2 separate regions of the Danio rerio genome follow, and region 2 is linked to region 1. A link is a contact called in public HiChIP or PLAC-seq data. All regions are on one chromosome and are shown on one strand. Each heading gives the region's core, a stretch centred on a gene start, on an enhancer-like site or on the middle of the called end of the contact. The rest is flanking DNA. Distances are from core to core; before and after follow the strand shown.

Region 1 (5,617 bases), core at 1,727-4,226:
GAAGTCAATGGAAGTCAACATTCTTTAAAATATCTTCTTTTGTTTAACAGAAAAGAAAACAAAACTAGTTTGGATCAAGTCAAGCATGAGTAAACCATGGCAGAATTATATCCTTTCAAATCTAATAAATGTTGGCTTTTGCACCTTATTTTAGTGTGTATAATTAGAATTTACTATAAGGATAAGTGTATTGGCTCTTGCTGGCTTTTCTCATCTCTTTAAAAACATCCTGATATAATCACAAGGATGATTATTTGTATTCTGCCTTTCGAGACAGCGAGAGCCTCTGGCAGAGAGAGTTGTGCTCTGTCCACCATGTGATTAAACACAGCCTATGAGCCTCTCACATGAGGATCACACATCAAACACTTCTCTGTTTCCCTCGCCTTATCAATTCAGAGAGCTGAAATTTTCCTTGGTTCTTCTGTCAATGCAGTTACATTTTCAGTGATCCGTATGCATTTGCAGGCTTATCACTGCAAAGATTGCACATTTGAGGAAAACATGCCGCCGATTAAACCTGGAAGGTACAAATGAGGATGGGAAGTGTTTGCAAGTCTTCAAAGACTGTCAAATTAAACGGCTCATCTTGTATATGCATGGCCAAATGCATGAATGTCAGTTTAGTTCTGGAGTTTTGTGACTACAAAGCGAAAACTGAAATTATCACCCCTTTTTTATGATCTTCGACTGCTGATAAAACAAACAGTACATTTGTTTGTGTGTGTGTTTCGTAAAACAAAAGAGACATAATTATGATAATAAATAAATAAATAAAACAAAATCTAATTTGTACAAATCTGAAATAAGTTTAAAGCACTAAAAGAACTGGAATTAATCAAATCTGAAGATTAATTCATCCTAAATAGTATAATAAAACTATTTTCTAACACTTATTATGATATAAAATATTTAAAACGTATACAGTGCATCCGGAAAGTATTGATAGCGCTTCACTTTTTCCACCTTTTTTTTTTTTTTTGTTACAGCCTTATTCCAAAATGGATTAAATACATTTATTTCCTCAACATTCTACACACAATACCCCATAATGACAATGTGATGAAAGAGTTTTTGAAATTGTTACAAATTTATTCAAAATAAAAAACCTGTAAAATCACATGTACATCAGTATTCACAGCGTTTGCCGTGAAGCTCTAAATTGAGCTCAGGTGCATTCTGTTTCCACTGATCATTCTTGAGATGTTTCAGCAGCTTCACTGGAGTTCACCTGTGGTCAATTCAGTTGATTGGACATGATCTGAAAAGGCATACATCTGTCTATATTAGGTCCCAGGGTTAACAGTGCATGTCAAAGCACAAACTAAGCATGAAGACAAAGGAATTGTCTGTAGACCTCTGAGACAGGATTGTCTCGAGGCACAAGGCTGGGGAAGGTTACTGAAAATTTTCTGCTGCTCTGAAAGTACAAATGAGCTCAATGGCCTCCATCATCAGTAAGTGAAAGCTGTTTGGAACCACCAGGACTCTTCCTAGAGCCATCTAAGCTGAGTAATCAGGGGGAAAGAGCCTTAGTCAGGGAGGTAATCAATAACCTGATAGTCACTCTCTCTGAGCTCCAGTGTACGATACAGAAGGACAACCATCTGTGCAGCAATCCACCAATCAGGCCTGTATGGTACAGTGACCAGACGGAAGCAACTCCCCACCTGGAATTTGCCAAAAGGCATCTGACGGACTCTCAGACCATCAGAAACTAAATTCTCTGGTCTGATGAGACTAAAATTTAACTCTTTGGAGTGAATGCCAGGTGAAAACTAGGCAGTGCTCATCACCAGGCTAATACCATCCCTACAGTGACGCATGGTGGTGGCAGCATCATGCTGTGAGGATGTTTTTCAGCAGCAGGAACTGGAAGACTATTCAGGATAGAGGGAAAGATGAAAGCAGCAATGTACAGAGACATCCTAAATGAAAACCTGCTTCAGAATGCTCTTGACCTCAGACTGGGGCGGTGGTTCATCTTCCAGCAAGACAATGACCCAAAGCACACTGCCAAAATGTCAATGGAGTGGCTTCACAACAACTCAGTGAACGTCCTTGAGTGGCCCAGTCAGAGCCCAAACCTAAATCCTATTGAACATCTTTGGAGAGATCTGTTAATGGCTGTACACTGTCGCTTCCCATCCAACCTGATAGAGCTTGAGAGGTACTGCAAAGAGGAATGGGCAAAAATTTCCAAAGACAGGTGTGCCGAGCTTGTGGCATCATATTCAAAAAGACTTGAGGCTGTGATCGCTGCCAAAGGTGCATCAACAAAGTATTGAGCAAAGGCTGTGAATACTGATTTACACGTGATTTTTCAGGTTTTTTATTGTTATTAATTTGCAACAATTTAAGTAACTCTTTTGTTCACATGGTCATTATGGGGTATTGTGTGTAGAATTTTGAGAAAATAAATTAATTTACTCCATTTTGGAATAAGGCTGTAAAAAATGCGGAATAAGTGAAGCGCTATCGAATGCACTGTATATGCATATACTAGCTTTTAATGCGTTTATCATTTTGATGGTGCAAATCATTTTTGAACATTTATCAAAGGCACAATGAATCCTAAATGATTCTGGCTGAACGCTGACCTGCTGTTCCACATTTCTTAAGTCTGCTATTTATCAGTCTGCTTATTTTGCCAGCGTTCGCAGGAGCTTTAGGATTATTGGTTTTCATAAGAATATGAAGCAACCGTGTTACGTAATCTCTATTTTTACTTCCAACCTGCTTCGTTTTTTCACTTTTACTCTTTCCAAAACTTGGATATATGCAGTGAGAAACTGAGGCTGAAATCATTCGCAGAGGTAAAAGCACATTTGTGTTTGGGGGCTGTGGGACGAGTGGCTTTATTTAGAGCTCTGTGATGGCCTCAGGTCACACAGCTCAGACTCATGACCAAACTGTGATGTTATTCATTCTAGAGAGAGAGACCGGGACGCTTTAGTCGCTCTCTGGGTCCCAAAAGATGCTCGACTTCTGAATAACTGAAAATCGCGTTTGGACTTGATGGATTCTGCATTCCACCAGTTATTGGGGTGAGTAACTTAGAATAGTTTGGATATGAAAATGTATACCTGACAAATTACTAATCTGAGGGATGAGGTTTATTTTAATGAACTTTTTAATCGTCAGAAATCTTACCTTTGTGCTGTGTGAGAAGCAGGGATGTTGTTTAATGCTCATCTTGCAAATGTGAAATCTTCTGTGGATCTTCTAGTGTTGCATTTTGAGGATGGGAACCGCCTTCAAGAAGTTTTGCATCAAATTCTGCTGCTGCTGCTGCTGTGAGGATGAAGATGAGGAAGAAAAGGCGCCTTTAATTGGGTTTGATCACTTATAATCTTCTGTCTGTAAATGTTTGAGTGTATATGATAATAATAATTATAGTAGTAATAATATAATTTTATTAATTTTTTTTACAAAAGAGATATTCACAAACAGTGCTACCATTTGACAATAAAGAATTAAAAGGTTTGGTTTTATTTGTCGTAAAATCAAAATGTTTCTAAGGTATTACGATATTAAGTAGTTTACTTTAATTAGGTCTTAATATTCACCTTTTAGTGAATGTTCACAGTAAAATTAAATCGTAACAATGCAAAAACTCAAATGTAGGTTAAATATAGACAAACTTGTTAAGTGGGTTAAAGTTGGGCTAAACATCTATATTTTTAATACTTTTTTAAAGTTTTGCAAAGTAGAAGTACTGTTTAGGTGACACGGTGGCTCAGTGGTTACGGTTTATGCTTTTGAATTGCGTTATGGGGCCTCGATCTTTCTTCCGACAACTTTTAATCTCGAAAAGTTTTAAAAAGGTGGCACGGTGGCTCAGTGGTTAGCACTGTTGCCTTACAGCAGGAAGGTCGCTGGTTCGAGTCTCGGCTGGGCCAGTTGAGATTTCTGTGTAGCGTTTGCATGTTCTCTCTGGGTTGGTGTGGATCCAAAAGATATGCATTATAGGTAAATTGAATAACTTAGACAATTAACACGAAGGAAAATGAATGAATGAATGAATGAATGAATGAATGAATGAATGAAGTGTTGTTTATTCTCAGTTCACTCTTAGTTCATGTTCACTATAATTAACTAATGTCAGTTGCTTATAAGCTTTACTATATAAACATAAATTGCTAAATAATATATTAATAGCTAATTTTACTAGCCCATGTCATTATAAGTAAGGAATATTTTACAATGCTGAATTATCAAAAAAAAAAAGGCACACCCAAGGCGGTGATGCAGCCATGAAGCAGAGTGATTGTTACGCCCTACTTATTGGAAAAATCTGATATTGCGATATTTTATTTTTCTGCGATAAATATTGCGATATGAATGCAGTATCTCTATTTGACGGTTTTCTGGGGACTCTATATGGGAACAGAATCCGGGGACAGAACTTATCACAGAATAAATCAGAATAAATCACGACGCAACTGGTACAGAATAAATGACAACGCAAAAAAGCGTTTCTTTACTTTGTCTTATTTCTAGCCAAAAAAAAATCCTAGAACAATTTTCTTATAGAAAATTCAAGTAAAATTATTTAGTTTTCACATTCAGAATAATTCAAAATTAACAATCTTTCCTTTAAACAAGCTAAATTATATCAAGCTAATCTTGTTTTCACTTTGAAAGGTAGATATTTGGACTAGAAATAAGATCAAAACAATTTTTTTTGCATAAATTCTGTATAAATGTGGTAATTGAATACAATTGTGTGGCTCTTGCTCAACTAAGACTCAACATTGCATATATTTTAATGTGACTATTGTGGATCCGCACATTGCAATATCGATGCTGAAACGCCCTACTGAACTAGCCTAAACTAGTTTGCTGTTTTAACCTGGAAGTAACTGGTTTTAGCTGGTCTCCCAGCAAGGCAATGTTGGTCAAGCTGGTCATTTCAGCAAGTCTTCCAGCCTGACCAGCTAAAGAAATGGCCGAAACCAGCGAGACTATAGGCAGGATGACCAGCTAAAACCAGCCAAGCATCTAAAGCTGGTTTAATCAGGTTTTCAAATTACATGTGCAATATTGTCTTATAATTCAATAGGGAAAAAATATTCCACTATTACTGCTACTATGCTTACCACACCTAAAGCCACTGTTGAGAATATGTTGTATTCCAGTTAATTGATGCATAATTGAAACCTCTTAAGAATGCTAACCAACCAATAGTGTTTCATAAAATGCTTAACTGATAGGCCTAAAAGTCTTCTGCTTTTCCTTTGGCTTAATTCATGATTTACTAGGAGTCACCACAGCGGAATAAACCGCGAACTACTCTGACTGACATGTTTATGTTGAAACACATTAGCCTAGTTAACTTGCCCTAGTACGAATGTGTTCACTCTACATTTGTACCTTGCCTGTTTGACGGTGCTGCGTCTTCCTATGTTGACAGTATTAATTCGTCCTTTTATTTAGTTTTTGTGTGGATTATTGTGTGTTTGTGTCAGTCACGACACGCTGGACTATTTCGACCGCGAGGCGAAGAAAAGGCGGGATCAGGAGACCAACCTGTGGAGTGAACCCGGAGACCCTTCACACTCTGAGAGAGATGACGACCGCGTGCTGTACAAACTGCTGCAGTGCAGACAGCAAA
Region 2 (5,617 bases), core at 1,268-3,767, 69 kb after region 1:
TAAAAAAAAACGTAATAAATAAAAAAAATCTTACATATACAGTAGGAACGCACGCAGACAATTTAGGCAGCTTTGAAACCTTGACTTTTCCAAACCGCGGTATCCCTTGAAAACAGTTATCATTCCATGCCTAGAAAGATCGATTTAATATTTCAGACTAATGTTTAGTTGAATATTTAGTCTGTATGAGCCCTACAAAAACTCAAATTTAAAAACTTTTATTGATTTTCATTATTTTGACGAGGAATTTAACATTAAATTCTGTAATTAGGCAAAGAGCTGCTCGGATTAATCCAATAAATCATTAAATGCTCTTCGTTGGCCTTTACGTTTAATCTAATAAAAGCACAGCGATAGATTAACCATCTACAAATCTATTACAATCATTGATCAGGACTGGGTAAAAATAATCTGAGGCTCTATATTTTCATACAAGCTGTCAAAATTAATTGAATGACAGATGTATTGAATGACTGAGGGGGGAGAGAGAGAGAAAATAACAGGCATTCACTATAACATAACATTTTAATCAGATAATAAATATTATTTTTGATAACAGGACTGCAAATACTGAATTTAATAATAGAAAATAGAAGTCATTATGGACTTGATTTTACCATCTCTGTTTAGGGAAGTCTCAAAGCACTGTTGTCATTATCGTGCATTATTATCCTGTCAATCCTTGACTAGGTTTTCCCATGGATGACAGTAATCGGATAAGATCTTAATGGACTTGCCTCATATTTCATTATGAAAAACAATATACTGGGTTTTCTCCAGGTATATAGAAGTAAAAGAAATATAGAAGTCACTTTGAGTTGACTAACTGCATTAAATATACTATGAACTTGCACACAATACATTTGTGTTATAAATATCCTTCCTGTAGCTGTTAAATTTAACCTTTCTTCCATTTTTAAATGAACAAGAACGAGTATTTTGGCTTCATTCTGTAAACTGAAAACCGGGCAAAGCCCCCCTTTAACCATTTCCCTCAAAAACTGGCGTCACATCCGATTCCTGCACACACTGATGTGCAAAATCAAAATATTAAGCTTAAAAGTCGGCATTTATAGACATATACTAGGTAAATTTGCGCATATTTTGCGTCAACTGTACAGGCCGACAGCGCGCGAACAGTCAGACACTGAAAATCCTCACGCGTCAAACTAGCAGCACGCGACTGTTACCGGTAGGCCGCGAAGCCGGTACAACAACAATACATCAAATATTATTATAAAACCATTCCTACTGCTCAACAATCACACCAAGACGCTCAAATTATACTACTGTGTCGTATCTGACAAATATGAGAGGATATTATTTGACTGTGAAGGTAAAAATAACAGGTAAGTCGACGGCTAGCCGCGCAGAAAAAAACCCGGCAACACAAAGCGCTGACTTAAAAACGTCAAGAGGGTGATAAAATTATATGATATCCAAAAATATAAGGTGACTTCTTCATTAAAATGACAATTCTAGTTCAATACGTGTGATATAAAATGAAATATCTAGAATCAACCCCAGTTGTTGTTTAGTTAGCCGACTAGCCATCGAATAAATGAAGTTTCACGTCAATAAACTCCAAACGACAACATAAAATGCGTCACAACTAATCGGTTTATGTCATATTTCATCCATAAACTCAATAAATGACAGCAAAACGGACCATCCGAGTGAAGTTGACCCACATACGTAAATGTAAATATTTTACCTTGCATCACAGACCGATGTTCAAAATCGTCTCTATCGTCCTCACTGCCGGACATATTGTTGATTACACCAGCCAGAGGGGATCGTGAACACTTGTATGCCGATTTTCACCTCCTCTGGTGCCTTCCTGAAGCCGGGGGAGGCAGAAAATAAAAGAACAATACAAACGGAAGTTAATAGTCACGGTAGCATGCTGATCATAGTGGTCACTCCATGCCAAAAATAAATTCGAAAAGCATGCGAATGTATATAATACTGCTGGATAAACTTCATTTTGGTTTAATGCAAATGAAAAACCATCATAAAACTTTTAAAATACGCGGTTAAAAGAAGTTATGGCCATTGAATTGGCAATTGGGGCATGCTGTGAGTGAGGCATTAGCTAAGCAGGCTAGGGACGCTAACCTGCAAAGTCTCTATAACTTTTAAGGTGTTTTAATTTTAACACGCATTAAAATGTCACAAATAGTACGAATCATAAAACAACATTAGCATAATTGACGTAGTACAGTGTAAGAAAGTGTACTCACACAACTTGACCTGTTCCTTTTTTCAAAAAATATAAAAAATAATGCAATAAAATATGTCCCCACGTTGCTTTGGCTCCTTCTCATCAACACTTAAATGCAAAGTGTGATCTTCCTGTTTCTAATGAGTAAGTAGTGAAAGTATATCCAGATATTTTTTTTTCCTCAGCTGTAGGATGCACACAACGTCGCAGTTTCTCCTTCTGCCACTTACACCCTTTGCATAGACACAAAGAGATCAGGGGCCAGACATCCCATAATAATCTCCCTCCCCATATTCACACATACACATACATACAGACATTCACCCCTCCCCCCACCGCATAGTTACCTTGCAACATACAGACCATAATAACCCCCTAACAACCGAAGGCAGACCCTCTCTTCCCCATTCCACCGTGCCCTTAGCAACAGTTGCCATGGCGACAGCCACCCCCCCTCCCACCCCTGCGAACATCCCATAATAATAAACATAGTCACTGACATCCCACAATAACCATAACTCCGAAAAAAGAATGAACGGGAACTGAGCCGGAAGAGAGAGAGAGGGAAAAAAAAAAGTCGATTAGCAACTCCTCGCCAGCCCGCTTCCTTATTACAGCACATGTACAGTAGACATTTTTGAGCGTATAAAATGGCACCTATAATCAAAACCTAAAGTTAGTGCACTTTACACCAATGGTAGTTTACCGCACAACTATTCTGTACAACAAGCACAACTTCGGTTTGGCCCTCAAAAAATGGGCCTGAATGGCAGGAAATGGGTCTGGTTCAAGGTTCAAGACCTCTCAAGTTCAAATGTCACATTGATAATGCAGCTCTAAAAGGCCTCAAAATAAAATGGCCACCTGTCTTCAACTGATAGGACAATGTTTTGCTTGGCATTTTCTAATTTCTCCTCATCTTGGGTTAAGAAAGCCATAGGCCTTTCCCATTGTCATCCTGTATCACCTGGATTTCTCTGAAAGTAAATTGACGCACATATCGAGTCCATCACATATGCATGAACACATGTACATGTGTAGAAAAAAAAAATGTAATTTGTTGGGGGGGGGGGGGGGGGGGGGATGGGGAGTGGTAGGCACCATATAGCATAATTACATATCAAAGAAATATAGAGATGGTCGTCATGACAACCCACTCAGGCGCACCCCTCCTCCACACTCTAAAGCACCAAATATTCAGTAATAATGTCTCAGCCAAAAGAAAACACAGACCATAATATTCTTCCTGTGCTGGCAGTTGTCATGGCGATATGCAAGAAAGAGGTGTTTCTGTGTGTGTCTTTTGGGGTGGGGTGGGGTGGAGGGGGGTGTTGGTGTAAGGGAGGGGTTTCAGATTACCATGCATGCTAAAATGAATACCATAATACTCGTTTTAGGCTTTCTGCTAGTTCCCTCCTCCCCCCGCAGCATCACCCCACCAAACGTGACTCCATAACTGGACGAAAAAGCCACATATGGACACCATCAGAGATGTCTACTGATAAAAAAAACTCATAAGGATGTTGGATATGGTCAAAAAACCAACAGGCCGCATATTCAGCGGCTGAGCTGGATTGTTCCTCAAATCACCAACTTGGCTTGTGCAACTATAGTCTTTTAATACACTGATAAATTGTTGCTTAGTAGTATTTCAAGGGGTTCCTGTTCATTATTAGGCTACACTAAATTAAGAATGTTCATTAATATGCACAAATCATCTGAAAACAATGGAATCTTCCTGTTTCGTGAGGTAGAAATGAAAACATCAGTCTCTCACAGGTGAATCTTCAATCACATGCAGCAAAATAAAACCTCCCAAAGACAGAAATTAACAATCGTGAGTGTGAAATTCATTCTCTTTCCTCCCCCCTTCAACCCCGGCCCCCACCCCTCCCCCTCCCTAATGGCCCAGACATCCCATAATATGCCTGACGACTACCCCCCCCTCCCTTTTTTTTTAATCTCTGACTGAACCCCACACTAAATCATGCAAAACTGCTCATATAGAGATTTTTGCTCTCTTGTGTTAGCCACTGAAGCTTTGCAGGTTCAGATTTGTTATGCCGACTAAATGTCCTTCATTTGCCTTTTGTTTTGTGTACAGTGTACATCTACGCACAATGTCCTTTGTAAATATGCAGAAAAGGGAAATAATCGGTTCTATAAGGCATACATTGTGGACATTATGAATATGACACATTTACCAAGTCATGATTGTGCTTTTTTCCCTTTTTTTTCTTCTTATTTTTCTTCTTTTTCTCCCCCCCCCCCCTTCATATTATGCAGCATTGCGATAAATACATTTTAACACATCAACCTATTGTACCTCAGTGCGCAAACAATGGATGCAAATCATAATGCATTAGTTTGAAGGCCCCTATTGTTGTGCACCAAATGAACTGAGATGCACATTTTACTTTATGTAGGTGTGAAAGTAAATAAAAAACGGTTCATCCTGATTTCAAAATAAATAAATAAATCAGTGATTATGCATAAGTAAGTGCAAGAGATAATGTTATTTTCCCCCTACTGTAAACATGTGAAATCAGGTCAAGTGTAGATATAATGTTTATAGGTGCACTGGGTTTGCATTTTCCTCATAGATCAAATGAAAACAAAGATAGACACTCAATTCAGGTCAAGGAAATTTGACCACATCTCCCCAAGTTTATCTTCCTTGCACTGCCTGCCTGTTAAGTTCTGTGCGGATTATGAAACATTACTCCTTACCTATAATGCTTTAAATAATCTAGCTCCTATTTATCCAACTAACCTTCTGTCTTGCAACAATCCAACCTGCTCTTTAGGATCTCCAAACTCAGGGCTTCTGGTCCACTAAAGGAGGCAGAGCCTTCTCATATATGGCTCCTAAAGTCTGGAATAGCCTTCCTGATAATGTCTGAGGCTCAGACACACTCTCAGTTGAAGACTAGAATTAAGTTAACATAATTCCTTTATGTTTCCCAGAGATGGGTTGCAGCTGGAAGGGCATCCGCTGCTGAAAACTTGCTGGATATGTTGGCGGTTTATTCCGCTGTGGCGACCTCGGATTAATAAAGGGACTAAGCTGACACGAAAATGAATGAATTCCTTTATGTTGACCCAGCACAAATCAACCCAGCAGTTTTTACAGTGTAGTTCCCACTGGATCAAATTGTGTTAATAAGGGTTAAATTTTACCCTATCGCCACCATTTTATCCTCCTTACACTGGCTGCCTGTGAAGTTTCATATTGATTGTAAAATATTGCTTCTTACATATAAAGCTTTAATTAATCGAGCTCCTGTTTATAACCAACCTTCTGTCTCGCAACAATCCAACCCGCTCTTTAGGATCTCAAAACTCAGTGTTTCTGGTAGTACCAAGAAAAGCAAAATCCACTAAAGGAGGTCG

The links. HiChIP or PLAC-seq counts read pairs in DNA pulled down with a chosen protein or histone mark.
Region 2: a contact with region 1 is called in an H3K4me3 HiChIP or PLAC-seq map of gastrula embryo, with 2.8 times the contacts expected there. The contact joins the promoter of chd4a here to the promoter of zgc:91968 in region 1. A contact is called at or near these places in 2 of 4 datasets of contacts at active chromatin or transcription factors (embryo and gastrula embryo).

What each region holds. Positions count from the first base shown.
Region 1 is chr19:5,920,110-5,925,726 of GRCz12tu, forward strand. It overlaps zgc:91968, which reads left to right and starts at 2,977. Exons shown (of 6, transcript NM_001002167.1): 1 at 2,977-3,047; 2 at 3,230-3,336; 3 at 5,472-5,617. The coding sequence starts at 3,245.
Region 2 is chr19:5,989,805-5,995,421 of GRCz12tu, forward strand. chd4a (chromodomain helicase DNA binding protein 4a) reads right to left here and starts at 2,518. Exons shown (of 41, transcript NM_001044858.1): 1 at 2,244-2,518; 2 at 1,715-1,840. The coding sequence starts at 1,769.